Linked DNA regions of Gossypium arboreum: regions 1 and 3 are each linked to region 2. A link is a contact called in public Hi-C data. All regions are on one chromosome and are shown on one strand. The core of a region is the stretch at or near the end of the contact, and the rest is flanking DNA. Distances in the headings are between cores, read along the strand shown.

The links. A called contact is a pair of places that touch in the nucleus more often than the background predicts.
Region 1: a contact with region 2 is called in a Hi-C map of leaf, with 1.9 times the contacts expected there. The contact joins the promoter of LOC108482397 here to the promoter of LOC108483204 in region 2. A contact is called at or near these places in 2 of 5 Hi-C or Micro-C datasets (both in leaf).
Region 3: a contact with region 2 is called in a Hi-C map of leaf, with 3 times the contacts expected there. The contact joins the enhancer-like site here to the promoter of LOC108483204 in region 2. A contact is called at or near these places in 2 of 5 Hi-C or Micro-C datasets (both in leaf).

Annotation. Positions count from the first base shown.
Region 1 is chr1:79,136,176-79,138,875 of ASM2569848v2, reverse strand. LOC108482397 (ethylene-responsive transcription factor RAP2-1-like) reads right to left here and starts at 1,336. Exons shown (of 1, transcript XM_017785523.2): 1 at 226-1,336. The coding sequence starts at 928. The coding sequence ends at 476.
Region 2 is chr1:80,061,760-80,064,459 of ASM2569848v2, reverse strand. It overlaps LOC108483204 (polyadenylate-binding protein 2-like), which reads right to left and starts at 1,263. Exons shown (of 9, transcript XM_017786475.2): 1 at 421-1,263. The coding sequence starts at 673.
Region 3 is chr1:79,469,198-79,471,897 of ASM2569848v2, reverse strand. The region is part of intron 2 of LOC108481487; the gene reads left to right. Among protein-coding and RNA genes, the nearest start is that of LOC108481487, 14 kb to the left of the region's middle. Within about 2 kb of position 1,402, at least 1 of the 2 cell types and tissues checked has an H3K27ac peak or open chromatin away from gene starts, as enhancers often do. A contact at or near this core is called in leaf, where this site is marked.

The DNA of each region.
Region 1 (2,700 bases), core at 87-2,586, 930 kb after region 2:
CATGGCTACGCCCCTGTCACCTTCTCTCTAATTTGGCTCTGTTTTTCTGCTTTCTTTCTCTTTTGTTTATATATATTTATATCACCCTTATCTCCTTATCTATTTTGTCTACATGGAAACACGCGTACACAAGCTCCTCTCTGATCTCCCTCTAATTTCCGTAACTTTTTTTCATCATGAATAAACACGTAATAATATATAGTTTAAAAGGCTTCAAAAGCCAAATTTGTTCAAGAAATTATTAATTAAGACTTCAACAGCAATCACTATTTTAGCTAACCACTTAATTAGCTAAACCAGTAGTCATTCTATATATCTATTGACTTCATGATTTTAACTGAATTATGACTGCTTGAATTTTTGTTACAGAACAAGTCATTGAAGGTCTTGATAGAGCTGTGTTGAATATGAAAACCTAAACTTATCAAACAGAATCAAGTTGTAGATTTTTTTTTTTCCTTTATATAGATTGTTTTCAATCTTCATCAGAAGTTTCAGGGTACTTGTTCAAATCGGGTTTGGAGAAAACTCGAGGAGGGTTTGATGATTCCGATGAATTAGAAGCATGATGATGATGAAGGGAGGTGGTGTGCAGCGCGACGACTTTAGCACCGACCTCGGTGGCCTTCTTGCGTATGGAAGCAGGTGAGATGTCTCTAAGTTCATCGTCCTCTTGTAATATAAGGTCAGGGAAGTTGAGCCTAGCGGAAGGTCCACGCAAGTAGAAGACGGCGGTGTCGTAGGCACAAGCAGCGGCTATGGGTGTGGAGTAAGAACCCAACCAAATCCTAGACCTCTTGTTTGGCTCTCGGATTTCAGCCACCCATTTCCCCCACTTTCTCATCCTTATCCCTCTGAACGGTTGTTGGTGGTGTTGCATTCTTTGCTTCTTTCCACTTGTTGAACTTGAACAATAATCACCTTTCATTGAAAGACCCTAAACCCTAAACTAAAATAAACCTTTCTTTTTATTATGGGTTTTCAATTTTGTTTCCAAAGATTACAACTTGAAAGCCACAACATTTTAGAAAAACAAAAGAAGCAGGAGATTAGTTTGGTTTTGGAAAAGGATACATATATATAAGATAGTAGATAAAGAGGGAGGTAGAGGGGAGACTGCAGAAGCAAGAAGCATTAGTTTCCCACTTGGCTGCAAATCTGTCGTGAGGGACGGCCGCCACGTTGATCTTCCTTAAAGATAAATCCAAATTTGGCCGACAAAATCCATCACCTCCTTGTCCTTTTTCTCTAAAGCCTACACTAAAAACGAAAGTTATATAAAAAGATTGTAGGGAAAGTAGTAGTGTAGTATGATCTACTATTTTAGTAGAAACATATTTCTCCATTTCAGCCCACGAGTGGTTGTTTGTGTTTGACAAGATTGAGATTTATGGAATTTTAAGTATGGAGTCTTAATATATAAAACTTTTGTTTGATGATCTATGGAAAAATTAAATTAATTAAAAATAATAATTTTCAATACATTTAATATTTCTATAATAAAAATCAGCTATAGAATTTTTTTTCAATAAAAATATGAAAAGCTATCTATATAGATTCTTTTTCAATTTTTTCATTTTCTTTTAACATCACCATTTAAATACTTTTAACTTTAAATTTTTAAAATTATTTTTATCAAACATTCTAATTATATTTTGCACTTAACTTTAGAAAATATATCAAACATATTTTAGAATTTAAATTTAGAATATAATTTTCAATACTTAAAATTTCAACTCTTAATTATTCTAATTTATCAAATACCATCTTAATTAGTTAAGTTTACTTTAGTTAATTAATTAAAATTTTATACAAATTAATCAATTTGTTTAAATTAAATAATCATTTAATTTAATGCTTAAAATAATTAATTTTATAGAAATTCTTAATATAATTAATTAATCATAATTTAAGACAAAAAATATTCTCCATTTCATCTTTTGTCATCCTTAGTATTTATTCTCGAAATTATCATGATTAATTGCATAATTATTATTAGCATAATAATCTATAACATTTATATGTTTTGTCATCTTTCAAAGAAAAAAATTAAATAATTTTTAATGAAAATGATGATTAAAATATTAATTTTTTAATAATATTGACATGATAACTTACATAACAGTCTACATATAATTTTATGTTGACATAACATTATTAATCTAATATGTCACGTTAATAAAAAATTTAAAATAAAGAAAAGATATGATGATTAAATTTGATATTATGTATCATTATTTTATATTTATGATTATAAAACAATTTGACAATCATCCAATTTAAATATATACAAATACTCGCTCTTTTTTGTTTTCGGTGAGGATGAAAAAACCCTCACGTAGCTGCTTGAAAGGTTTTGATATGCCGACATAGTTATTTAATTTGTGTTTTGTTTCTTTTCTTAGTATGGAATATGTTTCCCAAATTAATTTATTATCAAATATCATCATTAAACACTCGGCAATAGTAATGGATTATAGTGCATAAGTTGGTTTTAGGCGACATTCCACATATATACCCCTAAATAATTACATACCCACTAAAATGTTGAAAGTATTTAACATATTGGTTTTTCGAGAGGAGAATCTGGGGCTTGACCGGCCCCACCATTAAAATGAAAAGCTATTATTTAAGTTTTAAAATTTTAAAATTTTAATTTAGTATGCTGGCTCTTAAATTTATAAAATTTAATTTAATTTT
Region 2 (2,700 bases), core at 14-2,513:
TCCAATTTAGCACAAAAGGAAATCGGCAAATTGCATAAATACAATAATACACCTAAAATTCTCAATTAAATTACTTTAGGGAAGTAATCAAGAACTGACCATTATGTCATCAATGCAGGACTTTTCTTTCCCTTTAAAAAGAAATTTTCAACAATGTGTTATGAGAAAAGCTTTGTTAAAATAATGAATAAATAATCCTTAAATAATGCCTAGAGAGCGGATCCGTTCAAACAGCATCTACAAATCCTTAATAAATCAAAGTTATCAAATAACCATATATTCATTAAGATTACAAAAATTCAATAATCTATGTTCACATTGTAGAATAATTCTCAATCAAAGTAACTACGCCGAGCAGCCTTAAATTATTAAATTACTAGATAAAAAAACTAATCTTTTACAGTCAAGTAGAAGTCTAACCATCGCGAAGGTTGTTATAATTGACATAGCCATAGCCAAGAGAGCGGCCGCTCGCCAAGTCCCGGCAAACCCTAACTGATGCGACCGGAGCCACCTGGCTAAACAGTTGGTATAGCTGCTCATCGGTAACGGTAACATCAAGATCCCCGACATAGAGAGACGTAAGCATGAATTGCGCTCCTCCGGAAGCTCCCGGAGCCACGCCATTTGGACCGGAAACCGGCGCCTGATGCTGAACCTGAATCTGCGCCATCCTCAAAATAAACTAGCCCTAACTCTCCTAGATCCTTCTCCTTTTTTCGGATTTTTTCCTTTTTTTTGCTTCCCTCTCCTATCTCTATTAAATCAGAATTATAGAGAAAAAAAGGATTTTAGAACTAAAGTTCAAAATATGTGGGAATTTTTTTTTTTTGGTGTTTTGGGGAATGAAGAGGAGAGGGAGTGATAAATAGGGATAGAATCGTCGGAAATCCGGAGGAGAACCGGACGGAAGACAACGCCGACGGAAAATATATGAGCTTTGGGGGAAAAATATATATTTTTTAAATAATAAGAAAGGTTTTGGGGGGAGGAGGGCAGAGAAACTGCACCGCACCGGCGAAGAAGGAACTGTGTCGTTTTTATAGGTGAGACAGTTTGAGAAAAGTTAATATCCGCCGTCTGATCCTTTTAATGGAAATCAGATCTTAGCCGTCTGACAAAATCAGGGTGCTTGCGTGACAATGGGCGGTGAAATTACACGTGGCAATGTCAGCCGTCAACAGTTATACCAAGTTTCTTCCTTTTTTGTGTTCTGTTTACGTCATCAATCTTATTCTCAAACTCAAAAGCTATTTTGTTCGATAATTTTAATGCTTTCTTTTTGTTAATCAGCATTTTGAGAAGAAAAATATATAATTTTATTATCTTTTAATACATCCTACAGATAATTATTGAGAATTTTAAAAAGTTAACGGATGATATTTTGAAATGATTCGTTAGAACTGATAAGATAAGATATAGTAAAATTTTTAAATACAATAATTTGTTTTTATAAAAAATTCACTGTAAAATATAAAACCGAACCCTGTTATTTTGCGCAATGCGTGTTGTTTTGACTTGGCCAATTAGTTGTGCTGTTTGTTTTATTTGTTTTTAATTGGAGTCTTCTAATAAACCATGTTTAGTTGTATTTCAATTATGTTTATCTTGTATTTAGGGTGTAGTACTCCCTTTTAAAATAAAAATATTAGTAAATCTTCGGCCAAAGTCTGAAAATAGAACGGATGGTTTTTATCTCCCAATTTTTAAACTCATATGTGATTTTACATATTTATTATTTAATTATTTTTAAATATTATATTTTTAATTAGAGTAATTAGAGTAAAATAATATTTTATTTTAATTGTTAAATATAATTAAAATATATTAACTTTTCAATCTAAATGCTATAATAGAAATTTTTAAATAATGATTAAAGTTAATTAACATATTTAATATATAATATAATTTTATTTTATATAATTAATGTCAAGTAATATTATTCAAAATAATAATTAATTAATTAATTAATTAATATAATTAACTTTAACATTATTTAAATAATAATTAACCCTTCTTTTTAATAACAAATAGTATATTACTTAAAAAATAGTATATTACTTAAAAAGTGTTTTTATCCTATAGAAATATCAATAGGCTCTACAGTACCATCGGCTTTCGAACGACCGGCATCTTCTATCCCTTCTTAGTTGGAGAGGGTGACGAAAAAAGTGAAGAACAAAGAGGATTCTACGTTGGTGAATGATGATCAAGATTTGCTGAAGCCTCTGTGGGAAAGTTATCTTATGAAGATAAGTTGACGGCTAATGGAGGGGGGATGTTGTAAGTGCTTGGAGTTTGGTGGATGAGATTGAAGTTTTGCCGGAGGATGTGATTATTAACCGGGGGAAAACTATTGGATATAGAGCTCTCATTAATTGGTTACAACTTCTTTGGTTGCCGTTTGGGAGATTGCAACTAGTTGATTTGGAGCATGATTATTACCTGGTTAAATTTAGTGATGTTGGGGACGTGTTGTTGGATGGTCCATGGCAGGGATTTAAATTGCGGTTGCGGTCGCGTTTTCGGTCGCGTTGTGTTTGTCACGGTTGCGGATATAACAAATGTTATTGGGGTCATTGCGGGTATCGTGACACACAACTTATTGTAAAAAAATAATAACGGTTTCAGCAGTAACGATTTCGGACGGTGCCGCTACCGCTATATAACGGCCGCTATAGCGATATCGGACCACTATTT
Region 3 (2,700 bases), core at 153-2,652, 590 kb after region 2:
ATTGTATATTAATATGAGATACACATGACACACAAAAGTATTCTTGTCTTGATATTTTATCAGCCATATTAATTTTTAATAGTATAAATAAATAAAATTTTAATTAAATAATTAATTTACTTTTTATCTTAACGTGCATAAATTAAATTTGTTTATTTTTTTAATAGAAAAAGTTACTCTATGGTAGTTTTACCTTTGCGGTGTGAAAAACAAAAGCTGGGCAATGATTCAACGAAAGCAGAAACGAATGAGGTGTCCTAGAATTGGACCAAAAACCACCGAACAAAGACCAGAAAAATTGCAGCTCATCAAAACTGAACTTAAAATCCCATTGTCTTATTCCACTTTCAGAGAATAAGGGTTGGGTTGACCCAATCATTAAATTACATGCATGTATGTTCATGAAAAAATATTTTATTTTGGAAAATCATATTTTGTGCAAATACTTGATCAGAATTTAGGACACTTGCTGTCCTATGAATGGACAGTCAAAATTTATCAAATGGGTGGAATGTTTCTAATAATTACAAACTTCTTTCTTCCTTAGCTAATGAAAAATAAGGGTGTGTATCAGTTTTGTTTTGTTTTCGTTCTAGAAATTCATAAAATTGAGATTTTTTAATATCACAAACAACAACAGCTTAATATGAAAATATAAACTATTTCAAAATTTATATAAAAATATCATTTTAAATATATACATATATACTATAAATAAAGTGGTTAATTAAGTTATTGGCATAAGTTAACTTAACATAAATTCATATGTGAAATTATTAAAATATTTTAATTTTAAAAGGTAATTAATATTATTTTAAAGATATTTTCATCTTTTATATTTTTATATAATTTTTAAATAAAATAACTAAAAGAACATTTAAGAATTGAACAAAGGATCAACAATTTATATTAAAAACATTTTCACTCCACTACTAACTATTAACTGATATATTTATATAAATATATTTTTAATATAAAATATTTTCGTTCACTCGCATAATAAATATAATAAAATATAGTATTTATATTATGAAAAATACACCATCATCAATTATTTTATTTACATTTGTGTGTTTCATGTAAAAGAAGAGAAGTGTGTGAATATAAGTATTAATGGACAATGTTGGGGTTAAATACAAAAGTTGAATATATTATAATTTCATTATTAAAAGAAATTTATTTCAATATCACTTCCGATTTCAATAGAATTAATTTTAAACTTTAAAACCGATATGAAAAATTGTGATTACAAAAAAAATTACTTTGAATTAAAAATATTTATTAAGATATTATTATTAAAACTGAAAAATGAATGTGTACGTAGATGAAAGGTATAGAATAGAAGGGATAGTCGGATATAGATAACTGGAGTGGATCCCACACAGTGGAAGAAACGGTGGGAAGGCATGATTAGAAAGACAATGGCATCATTTGCACGTGTCTATGGACCACATTCCATCATCATAAAAAAAGTAAAGTTATATCATACCTCATTTCACTTTATTTAACTAAAAGTAAAACATACTGTTGCTTTACAAACCCTAACTACCATACCCTAATATATTGAGAATAATAAATATATCAAAATAAAATTCAAACCATAGCATTTACTTCCGATTCAATTAATCTCATGAGTTGATCCCACAATAAGTGAGTTGGAAAATGTCTAAAAAATTATTTAAGAAGTCGAGGGTTTTTATTTTGTATTTTTATTAAAATTATAAAAAGACAATTTAAATCTAAAATAAATGATGATATAAGATTTGAACATATGATATTAAAATCTTCAAAGCTTTGTCATTTGAATCAAAATCTCATTTGATTTTTATAAAATATTTTTATATAATTATTTCAGTCACATGTGTGCCATAATTCAATAAATTTTTATGTATTTAAAAGAACTATAATTCTAGTATCATACATTTAGATATATTCAAGAATCAGTGATTTATCCGGCTTGATTATCTAATTTACCTTAAATTAAATTTGGGTAAAAATTTCTTAACGACAGGCCAACTTGATCCGATCTAAAATAAAATTAAATAACTTTAAGATCATTATCATTTAACTTTAATTAATGTTAATATAAAATCATTCGTAACATATTTCTTAAACAATAAAATAGATCATTGGTTGGGTTAAGTTAGGCGAGCTTGGACTCAAGCTTAAAATTCCTTTTAAAATCAAATTTTAGCATGGCCTAACTTAACCCATGATTACCTTAACATGTACATTACACGTGATTTTATGCGTTTAAATTTTGTGATTTAAACTAAATATTTTTACTTTAAGTAAGTAATGCAAAGTAACATTATTTAAAATATTAATTAGTAAGCATAATTAAAATATATCAATTAATTTGGTATTCAAAATATTATAATAATAAAATAATTCTTAATCATTTTAAAGTATTTTTATAGGACAAGATTTTTGACATATTGTAAATTAATACTCCCTACTCGTCATTTTTATATTTTTAATAATAAATATAACTATATTAATTCGTAGATAATATATACATAATATAATATATTAGCTTATATTATATAAATGTATTATATACAATATAAATTATATAACATATGATATTTAAAACTAAAATAATGTAATTCTTGCATAGTTAATAAAAATAATACTTTAAATATAATATAATTCAATATAAATTTTAACCGTTTTATGTATTATGATATTAATTCATTC